Linked DNA regions of Ovis aries: region 1 is linked to region 2. Evidence: chromatin contacts called from public Hi-C data. All regions are on one chromosome and are shown on one strand. The core of a region is the stretch at or near the end of the contact, and the rest is flanking DNA. Distances in the headings are between cores, read along the strand shown.

Region 1 (5,694 bases), core at 2,690-5,189, 200 kb after region 2:
TTCCCCCCTCAACGCCAGCTTCCCTGACTATAAAGCAGGGGCACTAATCCCTGCCCTGACAGTCTTACAAGGATGCTAAAGAAATAACGGTTGAAAAGCCTGCAAACATCCCAGCGCCAAACCCAACGAAGGGAGAGCCAAAGTAGAGGATTCCAATCCATCCCTTAGGAATTGCCAGGCCTAGCAGAAAGGCAATGGCAAGCTTGGCCTGGCCTGGGCAGCGTGCGGGCTGCTGGCACCACCTTGTGGCCATGAGGAAAAGCTGTCAACAGCAGAGGCACATTCTCTCTCCCAGGCGGCTGCAACACTGAGCTCAGCTGTTCCTGAGCTCCAACTGATGGGCACCAGACAGACTCAGGCCCAGCCCTGTCTCAGGGAGCTCTCAGTCCAGCCAAGAGAGTCACCAAGTGAAACAGAGAGGCGGGGTGGAAGAGCAGACCTGGGTCTGGTCTTAACTCTGCCACTTACTTGCTTTATGACCTGGCTCACTCACCTAACCTCCTGTGTACAATATCCACCTTATCAGACATATGCAAACCAGTCCTGTGGTTCAGACCGATGCATAGGCCTACACATTGCCTCCTGGCCTAGACTCTGGGGCCAGGTCTTCCTCAGTTCCCCAGCTGTTCCCCCAGCACACACCCAGGATGCTTGGGCAGCCCCCAGCTGGAAGGGGAACAAGCCTTCCCCAGATACTGCTGTATTCTCTCTCCCCTCACTCTTTTAAAAAGAAGTAGCTTCTGCAAGGTCCCAGAGGGAATGAGGAATGGGCTGGGATTAGAACCGGGGTCCCCTGGCTCCTAAAGGGCAGAACTGATTATGCTGCACTGAGGGCCTTGGCTCACAACTCTCAAGTCAGGAGACAAGGGAACTGGCAAGTCAGAAGCGTTGGGATCGGTCATGGTTTGGTAAACATCATATATTTTGGTAAAAAGACCCCAGTGTCTTTTGCTGGGGTTCACATGCCACAGAGTCCAATCTGGAGCCCCCCAAAAGCTCTGAGGCAAGACCTTGGACACTTTCTCCCCATCTGTCTAAACCTGCTGGACTTGGGACATTCCCTGCTCATCAATTTTCCATGGCTTTCCATCACCTATAGGAGAATTTCAGACCCTCCAAACCCTCGCGCCTGATATCCAGACCCTACTCCCTCTGCTCTCACCTCATTTGAAAGACCTCCTCTCCTCCAACCAGGCTGGACAAACTGCTAGCCTCTATATGTACTATCCCGACCTGCGCTTTGTTCCTGGAAACATTTCCATAGAATACAAACCATCTTGAGGAACATTCACTAAGCACCTACACTAAACACCAGGGACTATGCTGGACAGTGCAAAAGTATTAAGGAAAGGAACTGGCATCAACCTGAAAATATCAAGACGCACTCCTTGCTCTCAAGGAGCTCACAGTATCACTCTCCTTTTCATCTCTTGCCTTATCCTTTACAACTCAAATTCAAATTCCCCATCCTCAAGGAAGATCTCCAATCATTCAGGAAGGCTTTCCTGACCATGCTGGCCTTCTGATCCCCCAAAACACACTGTTAGATGATTCGCCAGATGCACAGGTCTAATGGCCCACATCGTCCCCTTAGCTGGCATTGTGTTAAGTCACGAGTTCCACATCAAGCTTTAAAGTAGGCGCACAGAGGGTATTCATACCTCTGTGGGTGTGGAAGTAATAGAATCATAGTGTGCCTAAGCTAGAAGAACCCTTAGGAGCTCTGTTTGCTGCTAAGTCACTTCAGTCGTGTCCGACTCTGTGCAACCCCATGGACGGCAGCCCACCAGGCTCCCCCGTCCCTGAGATTCTCCAAGCAAGAATACTGGAGTGGGTTGCCATTTCCTTCTCCAATGCATGAAAGTGAAAAGTAAAGTGAAGTCGCTCAGTCGTGTCCGACTCTTAGCGACCCCATGGACTGCAGCCCACCAGGCTCCTCCATCCAAGGGATTTTCCAGGCAAGAGTACTGGAGTGGGTTGCCATTGCCTTCTCCGTGGAGCTCTGTTTCAACACCCTCATTTTATAGATGAGGAAATAGGACCATGAGAAAGGGCAAAAGTCCAAAGTCATGTGGGAATTAAAGGTAGAACAAAACAAGACCCCAGGTGACCTTACTCCCTGCCAAGGCTCTTCCTATACAGCTGGCCACATCCTGCTGAATAAACAAATGAATGTCAAGGGCATCCCTCCTCTTGGTCCAAAGTCTCAGAGCTTGGGATGCATGGAATCTTGAAACACCATGCCTCACTCTTCTCTTCGAGGAAGAGCTGAGAACCTGAGTAGCTGGACTCACGTAGGCTAGAAGTCTAGCTCTCTGCCTGCTCTCCCAGTCCCTGCTCGACTCCATGCACCCAAGGGTGATGCCAACCTGGGTCAGCCAGCCCCCATGGTTGCTCTGGTTCTCCAGGGAGCCACCTCCCTGTATTCCTTGTCCTGCCAACTTCCCCACATAGCAAGATCACCTCATGCCTGAGACCAGGCACAGCAGAACCCTAGGAGTCTCCCTGATGAACACAACCACACTGCTGAACTTCAAAAGGAATCAGAATAACAACACTGTAAGAGTAGTGAGAAATCACCCTTCACCTGTGGGGAAACAATCTAGAGAGGAGCAAGCAGAGCCAAAGTTGGCACTGAAACCAAGTCTCTTCCCTTCTTAGTCCATGGACCCCAAGGACTGTAGCGTACCAGGCTCTTCTGTCCATGGAATTTTTCAGGCAAGAATACAGAAGCTGGTTGCCATTCTCTACTCCAGGGGATCCTCCCAGACCAAGGATCAAACCCATGTCTCTTGTGTCTCCTGCATTGGCAGGTGGATTGTTTACCACTGCACCACATGGGAAGCCAAACAGGTTTCCTGGAGACCTCTTAAAAGGAACTGAACCAGATAGAATGGTAGAAAAATAGGCCACATGCTAATTTCAGATGTTTAGTCCAGCGCTCCCATTGTACAGATGGATAAGGTGATACTCCAAGAAAGGAGGCTAACCTTTAATAACTGTATTATTATAATACAATAATTATTATTATGGGCTTCCTAGGTGGCGCCAGTGGTAAAGAACCCACCTGCCAATGCAGGAGACATACAAGACGCAGGTTTGATCCCTGAGTAGGGAAGATCCCCTAGAGGAGGGCATGGCAACCCACTCCAGCAGTCTTGCCTAGAGAATCCCATGGACAGCGGAGCCTGTCAGGCTACTGTCCACAGGGTCCCACAGAGTCGGACACGACTGAAACGACTAGGCATGCATGCAATTATTATTCTAATACAGTAACAGTTGCATAATTTGAGAAATTACACAACTCAGAAGCACTGAACTCCTCAGCCTGCTCTATGACCAAATTATGTCTGGGTCCTACCAGGACTGAAGCTCTAGTGGTCTAAATCTATAAGCAATTCCCACCCTCCAACCTCATGGACTCAGGACCCACCTCCCGCCTCTCACTTGCACATAACCAGACTGTCCCAATAATCACCCTTGCTGGACGGGCTCTTGCTGTAACAATGAACCACCAGTGCCGTGGCCAGGGCCCACACGCCCAAGCCGGCTCTGCTGAGGACTCCATTCCAGCTGTCCTGCCCAGGCAGTGTATCTTCGGGGCTAGGAAGATGTCCCCACGTGGCAGCTGCAAGGTAGGGGGTCTCGGTACGTCCTCTCTGGCGCCCTCCAGTGGCTGCCCCTCCTCCGGTGAGTAGGGCCGGCGACGTTCCATGGCGCCCCCCGACGGCCGCCCTCAGCCACTGAGGCTCCCCGCGGCCCCCGGTGGTCACACTCTGGCCGGTGGCACTTTCGTGGCTCCGGAGCGATGGGGACCTAAGCAGCTGGAGAAGGAGCCGCGGCGCCGGCGCTGTTCTCTTCGACACCAGGGACCCCAGCATCGTGACAGCTGCTTCGATAACCCTCTGGTGCCGGCCCCTGTGCTGACCACTTCCAACATGGCTGCCGCGGCGCGTTCGAAGACGCCGCGGAGTGGAATTACGCACTACCTCACGGGAGTGGTAGTCCCTAACCCTAGATCTTGACGTAGCGAGGGGGAGAAATAAACTACACTTCCCAGAAGGCTGTGGAACTTGCGTCATAATGACTGCAGACTTACAGGATCCTGGGGCGTATTGGGAAATGGAGTTTGGACATGGGGGCGTGGCAAGAAGGGAAACACCTACCAGGGGCCAAGCCATTAGAGTTAAGGTTGGAATCCCAGAGTCTTCTTCGAAGTTTAGCTAAAACATTCGATGCAATTTCTGAGTATTGTAAATTAAACGGGACTCTTCAGCAACTTGTGCTTCTTTTAGCCTGTATCTCTTTTTAGCCTGGGACTGCTTTTCACAAAGATACCTAGGGTAACTGATGCACCTGAAATAGGAATTCCTTTTCTTTTCTCTTTTTGTTTTTTCTACACAGACATTCTTTCTGTTAAAAAGTTGATGCCTAATCTTGCTTTCCCACTTACCCTATATTTAAGGTGCTTTCATATGTTCTATCTGTCTCATCCTTGTGGCAGCCGCATAAGGGAAGCTGGGCTAGGACTATTATTCCTGTGTACAGGGAAGGGAATTTAGGCTCAAAAATAAAAGAATTTGTCAATAGATCAATACGTAAAGCTCAAGCCTTCAACTCCAAGCCATCGCCCCTTTGATACTTGCACCCCTATCCTGCCCTCATTTCTCCAGATTGAACCCGTGAGCAGGTGAAAAATGAAGTGCTTTTTTTTTCTAGGTGAGAAATGGATTTATTTAGAGAGAAGCACACTCCACAGAGCTCCAGCCTTCTCAGAAGCAAGAGCAGTCTTGGGAGAAACACACTCCACAGACTAGAGTGTGGGCTGTCACAGAGGGTATGAGTAGTCTTGAAATGCAGTGTGGTTAGTTTTCATAGGCTGGGTTATTTCACAGGCTGATGAGAAAAGCTGTGATAAACCTAGATAGCATATTAAAAAGCAGAGATATCACCTTGCCGACAAAGATAAAAATCGTCAAAGCTTTGTTTTTTCCAGTAGTCATGTATGGATGTGAGAGCTGGACCATAAAGAAGGCTGAGCACTGAAGAAATGATGCTTTTGAACTGTGGTGTTGGAGAAGACTCTTGAGAATCCCCTGGACTGCAAGGAGATCAAACCAGTCAATCCTAAAAGACACAAATCCTGAATATTCAGGGAAGGACTGATGCTAGAGCTGAAGCTCAGTACTTTGGCCACCTGATGTGAAGATCTGACTCACTGGAAAAGATCTTGATGCTGGGAAAGATTGAAGGCAGGAAGAGGAGGACAGAGGACAAGATGGCTGGATGGCATCACTGACTCAATGGACATGAGTTTGAGCAACTTCAGGAGATGGTGAAGGACAGGGAGACCTGGCGTGCTGCAGAGCAACTGAACAACAAGGGAGGATTATTCTAGCTATTTTGGTGGAGGGGTAAGTGTGGAGATTTCCAGGAATTGAGCCACTGCCCACTTTTTGGTCTTTGATTGTTGGCTTTGGAACTGTCATGGCACCTCTGGGTGTGTCATTTACCTTGTTGATGTATTACAATGAGCATATACTGAGGATCAAGGTCTAGTCTAAGCTGACTTATCTGCCATCTTGCTGCTGCTGCTGCTAAGTCGCTTCAGTCATGTTGGACTCTGTGCGACCCCATAGATGGCAGCCATCTTAGGCCCATTTGATTCTAATCACTTTATGTTGTGTCCTCAGG
Region 2 (5,721 bases), core at 926-3,425:
TCGGACACGACGGAGCGACTGAACAACAACAACAAAAAGAGTAGCCAAATTCACAGACATAAAAAATTGTATGGCCATTGCCAGGGACCGGGGAGAAGAGGAAATGCGGACTGCTGATATAATGGAAATAGAGTTTCTGTTTTACAGAATGAAAATGGCCTAGAGATGCACAACAATATGAATATACTTAACACCACTGAACTATAAGCTTAAAATAGTTAAAACAGTAAATTTTCAATAGTCTATATTTTACCACATTTGTTTAAAAGGCTAAAAAATTGCTTAATTATGTTTACAGATATGGTAGATGGTGAGGTATTATTTTTTATCAAATTTGAGACAATTTTTCTCTGTGACCCTTGACTTCTATACCTCAACTTCTAGCTGGTTCATCTGGCTGCTCATAAATTAATCTGATTTCTGCCATTCAAGCCTTCTCAAGCAATCTAAATGTCCATCAACAGATGAATGGATAAAGAAGATGTGGTGTGTATACATATGTTTTCTCACACATAAATGCACACACAGGGGCTTCCCTGATAACTCGGTCAGTAAATAATCTGCCTGCAGTGCAGGAGACCCAGGTTTGATCCCTGGGTTGGGAAGATCCCCTTGAGAAGGAAATGGCAACCCACTCCAGTATCCTTACCTGGAAAATCCCATGGACAGAGAAGCCTGGTGGGCTGCAGTCCATGGGGGCAGAGTCGGGCATGACTGAGCAACACTGAGGAACTGATGCACACACAATAAAATATTACTCAGCTGTAAAAAAGAATGAAATATTGCTATTTTCAGCATATGAATGGATGTACAGATTGTCACACTAAGTAAAATAAGTCAGGTAGAAAAAGACAAATATTGTATGATATCACTTATATATGGAATCTAAAAAAAAATACATTACTGTGTGGTGTGGCTAAAATAATAATAATACAAATGAACTTATTTACAAAATAGAAACAGAGTCACAGACATAGACAACAAACTGATGGTTACCAAATGGGAAAGGGGATAGAGAAGAATGAATTAGGAGTATGGGACTAGCAGTTACACACATGTAATAACCTACAATGGAAAATAATCTTGTAATAACCTACGATGGAAAAGAATATGAAGATGTATACCTGAAGCTAACACAATATTATAAATCAACCATAGTTAAATTGGGCTTCCCTGATGGCTCAGACTTTAAAGAATCTGCCTCCAGTGCAGGAGACCTGGGTTTGATCCTCAGGTGAGGAAGATCCTCTGGAGAAGGGCATGGCAACCCACTCCAGTAGTATTCTTGCCTGGAGAATTCCATGGACAGAGGAGCCTGGTGGGCTACAGTCTATTGGGTCGCAAAGAGTCGGTTGGACACAACTGAGTGACATCACACGCACACACACACATAGTTAAATTGAAAAAAAATTTTTAGGCCTACTCAGTATATGACAGACTTTTCTACATATAATTCTTCACAGTTTTCTTGTGAGCAAACTGAAGCTGAGAAAGATTCAGTAGTATTTCCTATAGCTGTGGGAGAGATGGAGCTATCACTGGGTTCCATCCTGGCTGCAAAGCCTGGGTTCTTCCTCACTAGGTCCCATTCCCCTCAAGTCAGCACTTGGGGTCAAAAATTCAGAAGCCCTCTTGGAGATGAGCAATCATCCAGATTTTTTAAAATTTAATTTGTATTTGTTTTGGCTGTGCTGGGTCTTCATCACTGCTCAGACTCTTCTCTAGTTGTGGAGAGTGGGGGCTACTCTCTAGTTGCAGTGCGCAGGCTTCTCATTGTGGTGGCTTCTTTTGTTGAGGGGTAGGGGCCCTCGGGTGTGGGGGCCTCAGGAATTGCGGCTCCCAGGTCTAGAGGGCAGACTTGAGTAGCTGTGGTGCCCGGGGTTAGTTGCTCCGAGGCACATGGGATCTTCCTGGATCAGGGATTGAAGCTGTGTCTCCTGCATTGGCAGGCGGATTCTTTACCACTGAGCCACCAGGGAAGCCCACTCTAGATTTTGATGAATGTTGAACGTGTGGACCCTGGAACGACTACATTAACAAACAGAGAGACGAGTGTAAACAAGAATGGCTCACTTGGCAGACTAAAGGAACCTTGGAGAGGGTGGGATCCAAAGAGAGGGAAGAGCAGGAGAAGATCTGAAAGAGGAAATTGTATCTACACTTACCAGAGCTCTTAGTCAGTCTGTCCTGCGCTGAGGACGGAGACCACAGAGGACAGCCTGGCAGCTTGGAGCTGCCGCCAGCCTGGAGAAAGGCCAGCCCAGTCAGAGCTGCGCGTGAACCTCGTAGCGAAGGAGGCTCAGGAGCTGCAGTCAGGAGAGTCGGCAGGTTGGCACATAGGGCAGGGACCCAGCTCTCCTTAGAGAGAGCACTCTCCGTGGGGAACGTGACTTAAAGGGGAGGAAATTGGAGGAGGCGAGACCTTACTCCAAACACAGAGCCAATGGAAGTGAATTCCAGAAAGACTGTTTGGAGAGTCCCTTGCCAGGGCTTGGGGATCAACAACATGGGGGATGGTGAGGGAGAGGGAGGTCTCTACTATCAATTCTTAGGTCCTTCGGTGACAGAGTCTAAAGGAACAGATCTGTTCTGCAGGAGGTAGGTGAGGGGGTGGAAGGTTGAGGGGCAGTCATGAACAGAGTAGGGGGCTGTCGCTTTCGCTGGGTGCCTCCCATGACTTTAAGTTCTTGTCTGGTTAGCAACTCCAATGTGGGGGACTTTTATGCTGTCCCTTGTCCTTGGATCTTGCATTTGTTCTTTGAAGGATAAAGGCAGGGATCTGGTTGATTTGTCTAGAAGTCGCTGAGGAGACCAGAGTCACGATGGAAGGAAATGATTTTCAGAAAATAGGGAAGGAAAAAGAAGTCTGAGAAAGCAAAGCTGTCTAAAAACAACCCCCCTCATCATTTCTGTATCATTTAACCATCACCATCCTGTGTGCTACCTCGCTTGATCCTTATGCTGAACCGGAGAACTCAGCAGAGCTGGGTCACTGCCATGCCAGGGTAACAGGGTTTCTAAGCTGGCATGGAAACCTGGGTGATCAAGGGTGTGAAGGCAGAGCACTTGCTGGACACAGGATGAGGCTGTGTCCTCTTCCGGAGAGTAGAGTATGGACCTGAATTATTTAGTTACTTCTCTTGGGTCAGTCCAGAGAGAAGGCAGGGGCACAAGGAGTCTCCTCCAACTTGGGAAGATTCCCCCAGGGAATCTCATCCCAGATGCCCTTTCGAGCCCCCCAAGCCTACGGTGAGGGAGCCGCTGCCCTTCCCAATCTTCTCTACTCCAGCCTCAAGGAGCCTCAGGACCCCAACACTGAAGGAACAGGGTCTGACCCCATCCTTCACTGTGGAGTTGGGGAGACTGAAGTAGGAGGCAAAGGGGGGGACCCTGTGAGGGGCTCTCTCCCTTCAGACTTTGGTCTCCTCCACAGCTGCCTCTGCAGGAAAGGAAAGAGATGCCTTGGAAACTGACACCACTTCTGCTGTTTCTGGGTTGGATGACCTCTGTGTGCAATGCCCGGACCCGGACAGACCTGCTCAACGTCTGCATGGATGCCAAGCACCACAAGGCAGAACCTGGCCCTGAGGACAAGCTACACAACCAGGTGAGGATGGAGTGTGGCTCTGGGTTGGGAGGGGGCTTGTTCAGACAAGGAACAGGAAGTCAGGGTGGTGGGGGAGGGGTTGAGGGGGTCAAGCCCTTCCACTACACACACACATCCTGAGTTACTATGGTGGGAAAAGATGCAGGCAGGATGGGGGTACAGTTGATGTGATTCTAGAGGTGGCCTGCTCAGAATAGGATCCCATGTTGGCAATAATGTGGAATAAACACTTCCTGAGCACCTCCCAGGTGTCTTGTGTGTTCTGTGCATGGTTTCGTATTCCCAGAGGTCCTGCGATATGGGTAGATGATGTTCTCCTCCACTTGATACAAATGAGGAAACTGAGGCCCAGAGAAGCACATGGACACCCAGAGGATTTGGTCAGGACTTGCCCCTGTGATGGGGTGGGGGTTGAGGTGGGCACTCCCAGGGGTTTAAAAGGTGAGAGACGTCAACATATATTACTGCATGCTGTAATGCAGTACACCTTTCCTCCTTTGCTCGAAAAGCCACCTTGCAATGAGGCTTAACACAACCACCCTCTTTCAAATTTCAACAGTCATTCCATATTTCTATTCCCTGCTGTCTTTTGTCCATATAATTGATCAGATCCTGATTTTTTTCTCTTTCAGCTTCTTACTGTCTCCTTTGACCGGAACATATATTTCTGCCTGTTTTGTTCTCTTCTGTATTCCCAGCATCTCGAACAGTAACTTGTATAAAATAAGTACTCAGTAATTATTTTTTAGGGAATAAATAAATTACTTTGTATGAAGTGTCAAGCACTGTATAAACGATAGCTATTGTCTTCCCAAGACAGGGCTTCTCCCTGGCTCTCACTGCCCCCATGTCTTGTAACTGTGTCTCCCCCAAGACAGGAGTTTCTGGAGGCCAAGGACAGAACGGTCCTAACAGTGAGCATTCTTAGGACAACCTGCCTGAGACAGGACAGCAAGAAAAGCCAAATGGGAAGAGGCTGGAGGTGGTAGAGTGTGTGGTCTGGAGGCAATTAGTCTCCTGTCTTCCTGACCCAGTGCACCCCCTGGAAGAAGAATGCCTGCTGCTCTGCCAGAGTCAGTCAGGAGCTGCACAAGGACACCTCCTCCTTGTATAACTTTACCTGGGACCACTGTGGCAAGATGGAACCCGCCTGCCAGCGCCACTTCATTCAGGACAACTGTTTGTATGAGTGCTCACCCAATCTGGGGCCCTGGATCCAGGAGGTACTGGGATCTCCCTCCTTCCACCCCAGCAGGCTGCCCCCAACTCAGTCACAGCTGTTCCTACCAACATCCCTGGCTGACTGAGCCTCCCTGCCCTTACCTTCTCCCCCAGGTGAACCAGAAGTGGCGCAAAGAACGGTTCCTGAACGTGCCCCTGTGCAAAGAGGACTGTCAGAGCTGGTGGGAAGACTGCCGCACCTCCCACACCTGCAAGAGCAACTGGCACAGGGGCTGGGACTGGACCTCAGGTGAGGGCTGGGGTGGGCGGGGAGATGGAGGTGTGGGGTGGAGAAAGGGGGTCTGAGGATTTGGGATTGAGCAAGGATTCCTAGGGGCGGCCAGAGTTAAGCTTTGGGCCTAGGGACAGAATGTATGTGCCCACCCTCTCTCCCCCTGCAGGATCGAATAAGTGTCCAAATGGGACCACCTGCCGCACATTTGAGGCCTACTTCCCCACACCTGCAGCCCTGTGTGAGGGCCTCTGGAGTCACTCCTACAAGCTCAGCAACTACAGCCGGGGCAGCGGCCGCTGCATTCAGATGTGGTTCGACCCTGCCCTGGGCAACCCCAACGAGGAGGTGGCGAGATTCTACGCCTCGGCCTTGACTGCTGAGGCCTGGCCCCAGGGAATTAGACCTCTCTCTCTCTGCCTGGCCCTGATGCTGTCACTCTGGCTCCATGACTGAGTCCAGCCTGTCCCCAGGTTTGATGACCAGGCTGGGCTCAGTTCAGCTCCCACAAATGAGGGAGCCATCAGCACGCTTCCATTCATTATCCATCCCTTTGTCATCCAGTTCCTGCTCCAGGGTGGGGCTTGGGGTTTCTCTGACAGCTAGTTCTAATAAATAGACCAACTCCTCTGAGTCTGATGAATTATTTTGGTTCTGAGTT

What was found. Hi-C and Micro-C count contacts between places; a contact is called where the count stands out from the background.
Region 1: a Hi-C map of tail adipose tissue shows a contact between it and region 2, with 3 times the contacts expected there. The contact joins the promoter of CLPB here to the promoter of FOLR2 in region 2. A contact is called at or near these places in 6 of 16 Hi-C or Micro-C datasets (mesenteric adipose tissue, mixed tissues, muscle and 3 more).

What each region holds. Positions count from the first base shown.
Region 1 is chr15:50,743,934-50,749,627 of ARS-UI_Ramb_v3.0, forward strand. CLPB (ClpB family mitochondrial disaggregase) reads right to left here and starts at 3,940. Exons shown (of 15, transcript XM_004016294.6): 1 at 3,479-3,940. The coding sequence starts at 3,881.
Region 2 is chr15:50,550,643-50,556,363 of ARS-UI_Ramb_v3.0, forward strand. FOLR2 (folate receptor beta) reads left to right here and starts at 2,176. Exons shown (of 5, transcript XM_004016290.5): 1 at 2,176-2,328; 2 at 3,434-3,607; 3 at 4,642-4,830; 4 at 4,943-5,078; 5 at 5,230-5,693. The coding sequence starts at 3,458. The coding sequence ends at 5,516. It overlaps LOC132657824 (a long non-coding RNA gene), which reads right to left and starts at 2,400. Exons shown (of 4, transcript XR_009596532.1): 1 at 2,166-2,400; 2 at 650-762.